Linked DNA regions of Mus musculus: region 1 is linked to region 2. Evidence: chromatin contacts called from public HiChIP or PLAC-seq data. All regions are on one chromosome and are shown on one strand. The core of a region is the stretch at or near the end of the contact, and the rest is flanking DNA. Distances in the headings are between cores, read along the strand shown. Region 1 overlaps Tns1 (tensin 1). Region 2 has its middle 6.4 kb from the start of Gm51632.

Region 1 (4,201 bases), core at 424-2,923, 1.4 Mb before region 2:
TCCTCCCAGGGAGGTCAGCTTCTTGTCTCCATCTTATAGAAGACGTTAATGGTGGCTCAGGATGACACAGGTATCCTCAAGATCATGTGTCCCATGGGTTTCAGGGTTAGGATTTGGATGCTAGTCTTTTTGTATCAGGGTCCTTCTCTTTGGGAGATAAGAGGTGATGCCCATTTCACAGATGAGAAGGTTGAGTCTCCCAGAGGGGCTGGAGCCCAGATTGGTCCAATCACAGGGCAAGATAGGACCTTCTCTCTGGTTTGTTTGAGCCTGGCCAGGCATGTTCTACCCTGAAGCTACACACAGAGCAAGAAAAATGTGTTAGAAACTGGACTCAAGGGATCATGGAGTAGGATTGGGAATTTTGGGGTCAGGGTGAGGAGGAATCCAAATTGTACCACTCAGACTGGGGGAGAGGAGGGACGTAAGTCTGTAGGAGAATGTCTAGCTTTGACTTGAAGGGTATCGCTGTTTAGAACCAATCACGGTATCAGGGTGTCATATCCCTTGCACCTGTGGGGTGGGAAGGTCTTATGTCTAGGTGGGCTTTTGACCCCATCACACCATCTAAGAGCCTGTTCTGGACGTGTCCAGGTCCTTCTAAGGTTCTCCACCCTGGGGACTATGGTGGCTAGAACAATCTGGAGACCTGAGCTTGGACCCGCTGCAGCAACTTCTTTCCTGTGCACTGAGCCTGGGAAGGCAATCTCGGCAGGATCGGCTGTTTCTGCAGGCAGTGGATGGAGCCAGGTCTGGCTTGCTTCTCAATTCAGTGTCCTTGGGTGGCTGGTCTGTGCCATCTCCCTCTTCCTGTGTCCCTTCCTTTTCTACCTTGCTCTTTCTAGAAGGGAGGAGCCAATCGTCTTCTCGCAGCCCCTCAGCTTGGCCCTGCTAGGCCTCCCTGCTCTGCCCCCCTCTCCACTTGCTGGTCCTCTCCCTGCTCTAGACTGTGGGGTTCTGTTTAGTCCCTCCCTCAGTCAGCTTGGCGTTTTCTCTTGGAGGTCCTTTCCTTCCTTCTGTCCTCTCTGTCCTGAAGAGGTCTGTCCCAGTGACCTGGCTTCCGCCCATGTTCTCAGATATCTGTAGGCTCCAGGCTGAGGCCAAGGCTGAGGCAGGAGCATGAGAGTCATAAGATCCACTTATAGGTTTCCATGTGCTACAGTTTTGGCCTGAGAAAGGGAAATGGTGAAGAGACATGGTTAAGGAGAGGTGGGCAGAACCTGTTGATCTGTCTCTGCCTCAGACTGCCCCCCATCTTTCCCTCCTCCAGGGAATGTCTGTCTCAGCCTTTCTTTCTCATCTGGGTCCCTAGTCTTGAGGCTTTAGGTCAGCTTTCTGCTCCTGTGCCTCTCTGTGGAGTGGCAGTGGCTGGCTTCCCAGGAGGGGAGGGGCTGTGGAGGTGGGGGCAGGGCACTCCATGATTGTATTAGCTAGTGCTGATGCAAAAAGGGGTTTCCCTGCCCGGCTCTCTGGGTCCCCTTCCACCACCCTCCTTCCTTGCTCCCCATTCATCTCCGCCTTTCTCAGATCCATCAGAATCAATTAGACCTTCCCTGCTGTAATCTTATTGTGGGGCCTGGGCTCCCACCCAGCAGCCCAGCTCCCAGGCCTGAAGTCTCCATTCTGGGCCCTGCAAAGAACACTCCAGGGAGAAGGGATGACCGGGATGACCTCAGGACCCTTGCCCTTCCTTCCCCACCCTGGGGGTCCCTAGTGGATCAATAGCCTGCCTGGCCTGTCCCCACTCCCACTCCTCCCCCACCCACCGTTAATCATGTCCTAGGCCGCTGAGTGGTGATGGAAATCATTTGGAAAGGGGCCCAGAGGACCAGGATTCTCAGCCCAGGGAACAGAGAGCGGTGGGGGTGGGGAGAGGAGGGGGCTTGAATACTGTGCTGCCAGTCTGGAGGCATTTATTGTGTGGAAGAGAGTGACCAAGCTATTCTTCCCTAGGAAGGCAGACTCAAGGAAACGGTTTGGAATTTGAGAGGGGGACTGGAGGCTAGCTATCAGGAGGAACTTCCGGGCTGTAGAAGATCAGAGACCTGGGTTAGCGGTGGTGAAGGAACACCCCTAGGAGGACAGATATTGCCCTCTTTCCTTCTGGCTACCATGTTATGCTATGGAAAAGCAATGGACCAGGAACAGGGGCCTCTGTCAGCTTTGGCACTGATACTTGCTGGCCATGTATAGCAAATCAGTGTAAGCAATCAGGGCCTCAGAGTCCTGTGACAAGCAGGGGTAGGGAAGGGGTGGGGCATTTCTAAGTTTGAGTGGACACCAGAGGGCTGGTTCAGAAGAGAGATCAAGGTGTCTCTTGTCAGGGTGGGTAGAGAGGGGACATAAAGATCTTATTGGCCTGGCTGCAGTGACAGCAGAACTCTCAAAGTGACCAATGGCCTGGATCTGGAATCTGGAAGGGATGTTTCACCCTTCATCCCTCCCTCTCTTCTCCCTGTGCCCCCCTCAAGTGAGCTCCTGTTTACTGTCCCCTTGTCGGATCCTGTGCTGGGTACTAGGGTGCACCTGAGAGTGGTGGACAGTGGCCTCTAGAGCTGGCCTTCTGGTGGGGAAGAAAGGGAGAATGAAGAAGCCAGCAGATATATCAACAAGGAATGGTGCCAAGTACAAGGAGGGAATGAGCTATCAGTGCCCACAGAAGAACTGGAGGAGGACTCCTGTGGGCTGGCCAGAGGAGGCTGCCTAGAGCTGTTGCCACTTGAGTCCCTGTGAGTCAGGTCTACTCTGCAGGAGTCTGTTCTGTTGTAGGCAGAGTGGCCTGGGGCTGGGTGTGAGTTCTATGCCTTGGGCCTGGTTGGGTGGTTGATCTTGTGAGTACAGTTGAGTAGACCCTGGGGGAGCAGAAGGACCTGGAGCCCAACCTGAGGGTGGGAGAATTTGACTGCAAACCTCCTGGGGCCCTTGGGGCATCACAAGAGAGGGTAGGGACACTGGCTCTTGTGAGCAGGTGGCGAGTAGGGAGAAAAGGGGAATTACTGGATCCAAGCCCTTCCTGGGGAAGCGTTGGGAGGTCCCCAGGGAACCATGCCTGCACACCTCTTTCTAGGTGTGAAAGAGAGTCTGGGAGCCTGAGATCAAATGCTCCGGGACTCTCCTCTAACAGGAGTTGCCTTTGTCCTGGAAGACAAAACCAACAGAGGAGACTCTGTGCTGGGCTGCCAGGTAGACCCTCCTCCCACGGCTGTCCCAGGGCACAGCTGTGCAGTGACCTGCTCTCTTGTTTCCTGACACCTGTACTGGCCCCTCTAGGAACCCTATCCTCCTTGCCTTGATTTGCTATGGGAAAAGGGGACTCCCCTGGCCCTGATCTAAGAATATGTGGATATGTGGGGGTGGGTAGATCACAGATGGCCTTCACCTTGTCTGGGGTTGGGATCTGCTTCCAGGTCAGTTCTCACCTACCTGTGATCCAGGGGATCTGTCATCTTTTGGCCTCTGAAGCTACCTACATACCTCTCTCCTCTCTGTCTGTCTGTCTGTCTGTCTGTCTGTCTCACACACAGTCACTCAAGGAAAAAAGAAAAGAAGAAAAAAATTAATTTTAAAAAATACCTAACAAAATCTACTCAGGAGAGGGCATATTTATTTTGGCTGACAGTTTGAGGGGGACACAGCCCATCATGGTGCCAGGAGCTTATACAACCCATCTATCAGACCAGGCGAAGAAATTTCTATTCTTTCAAGCCCTGAAGGACTTTATCCCATGCCCACCTGGAGTCTAGCAGGACGGGAGGAGTGGAGAAGAACAGGAGCTGTCAGGGCTGGAAGTCAGGCCCTGGGTCTGTGGAAGCTCGGGAAGGTCCTGCCTTATGGACAGGGAGACCAGAAGCACTCAGTCATTCACTGGATGGTGTGACCAGCCCTTTAAAGATGTCATTGGGGGATCGGGATGTAAGGGCTGGCTGCCAAGCCCTGACAACCTGAATTCAACCCACAGGACCGACTTGGTAGGGGAGGGCTGACTACTGCGAGTTGAACTTTAACCTCCACATGTAAGCCATGACATGTGCATGCTTCCCAAACAAACAAAAACAAACACAGACAAATAAATGTATCAAAAGTATCACTGGAGAGACAGATAAGAAACTGAGGTTCGGGGGCTGGCAAGATGGCTCAGTGGTTAAGAGCGCCGACTGCTCTTCCGAAGGTCCCGAGTTCAAATTCCAGCAACCACATGGTG
Region 2 (4,317 bases), core at 192-2,691:
TGGCTCACAACCATCCGCAATGGGATCTGATGCCCTCTTCTGGTGTGTCTGAAGACAGCAACAGTGTGCTCACATAAGGTAGATAAATCTTAATATGATAGAGCTAATCACTGGGCATGATGGCACATAGCTTTAACCTCACCACTAGAGAGGCAGAGGCCAGCAAATCTCTGAGTTTGAGGCCAGCCTGGTCCATAGAGAGTTACAGGCTAAGCCCAGTTACACAGTTAGAGCCTCTCTCAAAGTGAATGAATGAATGAATGAATGAATGAATGAATGAATGAAAAGCCAGAGCTGAGGCTGACAAGACGGCTCACGGGTAAAGGTGCTTGCTATGTGCCTGCTGATCAGAGTTTAATGCTAGAGTTTACATAGTGGAAAGGGAGAACTGACTCCTAAGACTTGTCTCTGACTTCCACATGCATCATACGGCACGAACACACACACACACACACACACACACACACACACACACACACACACGAGAGAGAGGGGGGAGAGGGAGAGAGAGAGAGGGGGGGAGGGAGAAAGAGAGAGGGGGGAGAGGGAGAGAGAGAGGGGGGAGGGAGAAAGAGACAGAGAGAGAGAGAGAGAGAGAGAGAGAGAGAGAGAGAGAGAGAGAGAGAGAGAGAGAGAGAACAATCTGACCCCAGGGCCAGGTGGCCTGTGATTCTGGGGACAGCAACAATAGAGCTGTCTTGCACGGCTTCGGGAATAGCTGTATGATCTGTTCTCATCCTGCACGTTCCTAGATGGGCTAACTTCTCTTAAGTTGTCTCTCAGGCGATGGTCGTGCCCGTCTTTAATCCCAGCACCTGGGAGGCAGAGGCAGACGTATCTCTGAGTTCAGGGTCAGCCTGGTCTACAGAGCAAGTTCTAGGGCAGCCAGGGCTACAGAGAGAAACCCTGTCTCAAAAGAAACCAAGCACACACAGGTCTCTTCCTTTCCTCACGACTCACGTGTATAACCTATGGCTAAGGAGTGCAGAGGAGGTAGTGAATGTTACCGGACACTCTGCTTCGACCCTCAGCAGTCCTGGAAAGGTGCTCTGGCTGCCCTGTGTTTGTGGGGGTCTGGAAATTGTACTTATACGCCTTCTCCATGGATGTCTCCCATTGCAGACTTCATAGAGATCTTACATTGTGTCATCTTTCACAGAGTAGAGCTGAAGCATGAGACATGACTGAGAACTTTTAGGAATCTTAACATGATTTGAATAAACGTCTGTGTTTTCCTATAAGAAAGGGCTCCCATTCACACCACAGACCAGAGGTCCCATTACCACTGCAGCCCTCTGCCCGTGCTGATGATACACCCCAGTGCCCTTCATTCGTGGCTCCCTACCATGCCTGCCTTTGAGCCACAAGGTTCTTACGCCCTCCCCAGTCTTCCACCCCTCCCCTCGAAGCCCAGCTCCCAGCTGATCTTGGCCTTGACTCATTGGTGCTGACTCAACAAAGAAAAGCAGACCCCTCCCTTGGGCAGCTGGACAGTGGAGCAGGGCCAGAGTCTGCAGGAGTGGGCAAGAAGGCAGGCAAGAGGCGGGGAATCCATCAATCAGCTTGTCACCAAGTCTTTGCTGAGCCCCCCTGAAGACTTGGTCCCACGCCGAGTTGCACAATGGGGGTCCAGAGAAAGAGGGAAAAAAGACAGGAGCCTTCATTTGGTTCTACAGCACTTTAGGGGCTTGAGTTTGGAGACCACAAAGCACAGTGTCACCTTGCCCACTGTCACACAGAGGTGGAGGTCACATGTTGAAAGGAAAAGCCAGCTCTAGTGTCATGTGTGCAGGGAAGTGAGAAGGCAGCACCCAAGGAGGGTCTTGAAGCTGCATTTCCAAGGCTTTGGGCACAAGGTCATGTTAGCTGAGATGGGAGAAGGATGAATGGAAACTGGTGATTTTAAAGCTCCGAATCATTATTAGCCCCCACATCCCTCCCTTACCAGCCTGCTGGCGATGGGGCACTGACTGCCTTTTCAGTCAAAGCACTGTTTCGGGGCTGGAGAGATGGCTCAGCGGTTAAGAGCACTGACTGCTTTTCTGAAGGTCCTGAGTTCAAATCCCAGCAACCACATGGTGGCTCACAACCATCTGTAACAAGATCTGAAGCCCTCTTCTGGAGTGTCTGAAGACAGTTACAGTGTACTTACATATTATAAATAAATCTAAAAAAAAAAAAAAAAAAAGAGCACTGTTTCTACATGTCCCTACCACAATGAACTGCTGTATTACTGAGCAAAAAGATTTACTTATTTTATGTATATGAGTGCTCTAACATATACACCTGCATTTCAGAAGACGGCATCAGATCTTGGTAGAAATGGTTGTGAGCCACCATGTGGGATTTGAACTCAGGACATCCGGAAGAGCAGCCAGTGCTCTTAACTGCTGAGCCATCTCTCCAGCTCGAGCAATTTTTTTTTAAAGATTTTTTTTTATGTGTGTGAGAGTTTTGCTTATACCTAAGTACATTACCTGTGTGCAATGGACCATACATCCTATCATAGTCTTTTAATTGTATATTCTCATTGGATCCCCCAGAGTTGGAATTACAGGCCATTATCAACCATGTGGGTGTTGGGAATTGAACCCAGGTCCTTTGGAAGAGCAGCCAGTGCTGTTAATCTCCAAACCATCTTTGAAGCCCAACAAAGTAGGTTTTAAACTCTCCTTGCACACACAGAGCAGGCAAAGGGCCATAAGGGATGAGAGTAATGGGACCTGGCGTGAGGAAGGCTGCATTTGGAATCCTAAAGCCCTAGCTAGAGATTGGAATCCTCACACCACTTCTTATCCCCGACACAGCTCATTCCCAGTGCTCAGTCATTCAGTTCCTGGGTTTTGCTGGCCTCCGCTCCTGAGGAGAAAGGGCATGCATCTCACTGGCCTTTGGAAGCAGCAGGGCTGTTGGTGTGCTGTGGCCACTCTCATCAGGGAAGTCATACCTGTGCACGGAACAAAGTTAAGAGCGGGAGAAAGAGAAGCACTCTGATCCCTCCAAGTCCTCTCAGCCTCAGCAAGGGCTCCCCCTGCTGTTCACTACCTACACTCCTTTTGCCTGCCCCGGGTTAATCAGCAGAATCCCAATGGCAGTTTCTTAACAGTGTCTTATGTAGTGGCACTTTCTCTCCAGCCTGTCTGTAGTGGCCTTTTAGCGTTATATACTTATCACTTGCTGAGACTGGCCTCCAACCATCAAAACCCCTCACAGATACCACTCTGTACCTTGGTTTCTTTATCTATAGAGAACAAAGCTCTTCTGTTGCCCAAGCCAGTGAACGGGGAGGTGAAGTTGAAGCACGGAACTCCTTGTGGACTTCATTCTTTCCCCATTCAATGACTCTCTTCAAGTAGAAAATCTTAGAGTTTTTGTCATCTATAAAAGGGGGAAAGAATTCCATTAGGTTCTTGAGTTTGGAGCAATTAAAAGAGGAAGAAGTGCTGGGGAAAAGAAACCTGATGACAGGCCGAGTGTGGTGGTGTAAGCCTTTAATCCCAGCACTCGGGAGGCAGAGGCATGCGGATTTCTGAGTTCGAGGCCAGCCTGGTCTACAGAGTGAGTTCCAGGACAGCCAGAGCTACACAGAGAAACCCTGTCTCGAAAAAACAAAACAAAACAAAAAAAAAAAAAAAAAAAAAAAAGAAAAAAGAAAAAGAAACCTGATGACACAAAGGTCTTACTAGCTACAGTACAACGAAGCATGGAGCATGTGGGTCCAGGACTGGCTAGACATGCAGGACTCAAGGCATGTGTGCCTCTAGCTACCCCAGGCTGGGAAGTGCTGGGTCTTAAATAGATGTGTCTACCTCAGACCCTTGGAACACAGCCTGGATCATGCTAAGGGAATGAGTTAGGTATTTCTAGGCCCTGCCCCCCAAAGCTAATTGGGACACAGGGAATAAAACATGGCAGTATACAAGCAGAACAGGACTGTTGAGTTGAAAGCATAGTTGCTTGGTGGAGAAGGTGAGGTATAAATTACTTAAAGAGCAAGGTGTGGCAGAGTTTGCCTGTAACTCAGCATTCAAGAGGGCTGAGAGGCAGGAAGATCAAAAGTCCCAGGTCAGTCTGGGCTACAGGACGAGACCCTGTGTAACCACCACCACCATGATCGTAACAAGTATACAAACATACCCAGTTAAATGAGCACAGAACAAGCCTCCAAAACTTAGAACATCAAAAAAAGATACATGTAATTCCAATAAATCAGTAAGCACTGGTCTTATTGAGTGGACAGTTTCACGTGTGCACGTGGGTGTAAACTCAGAGCACAAACAGTCCGACTCCACGGGCATCCCTCAAGCTACACTTCCA

What was found. HiChIP or PLAC-seq counts read pairs in DNA pulled down with a chosen protein or histone mark.
Region 1: an H3K27ac HiChIP or PLAC-seq map of stem cell-derived neural progenitor cells shows a contact between it and region 2, with 9 times the contacts expected there. The contact joins two enhancer-like sites. A contact is called at or near these places in 4 of 39 promoter capture datasets (embryonic stem cells, hippocampal neurons, liver and 1 more), 6 of 115 datasets of contacts at active chromatin or transcription factors (astrocytes, embryonic stem cells and stem cell-derived neural progenitor cells) and 1 of 9 other capture datasets (embryonic stem cells).

What each region holds. Positions count from the first base shown.
Region 1 is chr1:74,101,398-74,105,598 of GRCm38.p6, reverse strand. The region is part of intron 1 of Tns1 (tensin 1); the gene reads left to right. Among named protein-coding and RNA genes, the nearest start is that of Gm31637, 7.9 kb to the right of the region's middle. Within about 2 kb of position 1,673, at least 56 of the 459 cell types and tissues checked have an H3K27ac peak or open chromatin away from gene starts, as enhancers often do. A contact at or near this core is called in stem cell-derived neural progenitor cells, where this site is marked.
Region 2 is chr1:72,717,750-72,722,066 of GRCm38.p6, reverse strand. No RefSeq gene overlaps it. Among named protein-coding and RNA genes, the nearest start is that of Gm51632, 6.4 kb to the left of the region's middle. Within about 2 kb of position 1,441, at least 24 of the 459 cell types and tissues checked have an H3K27ac peak or open chromatin away from gene starts, as enhancers often do. A contact at or near this core is called in stem cell-derived neural progenitor cells, where this site is marked.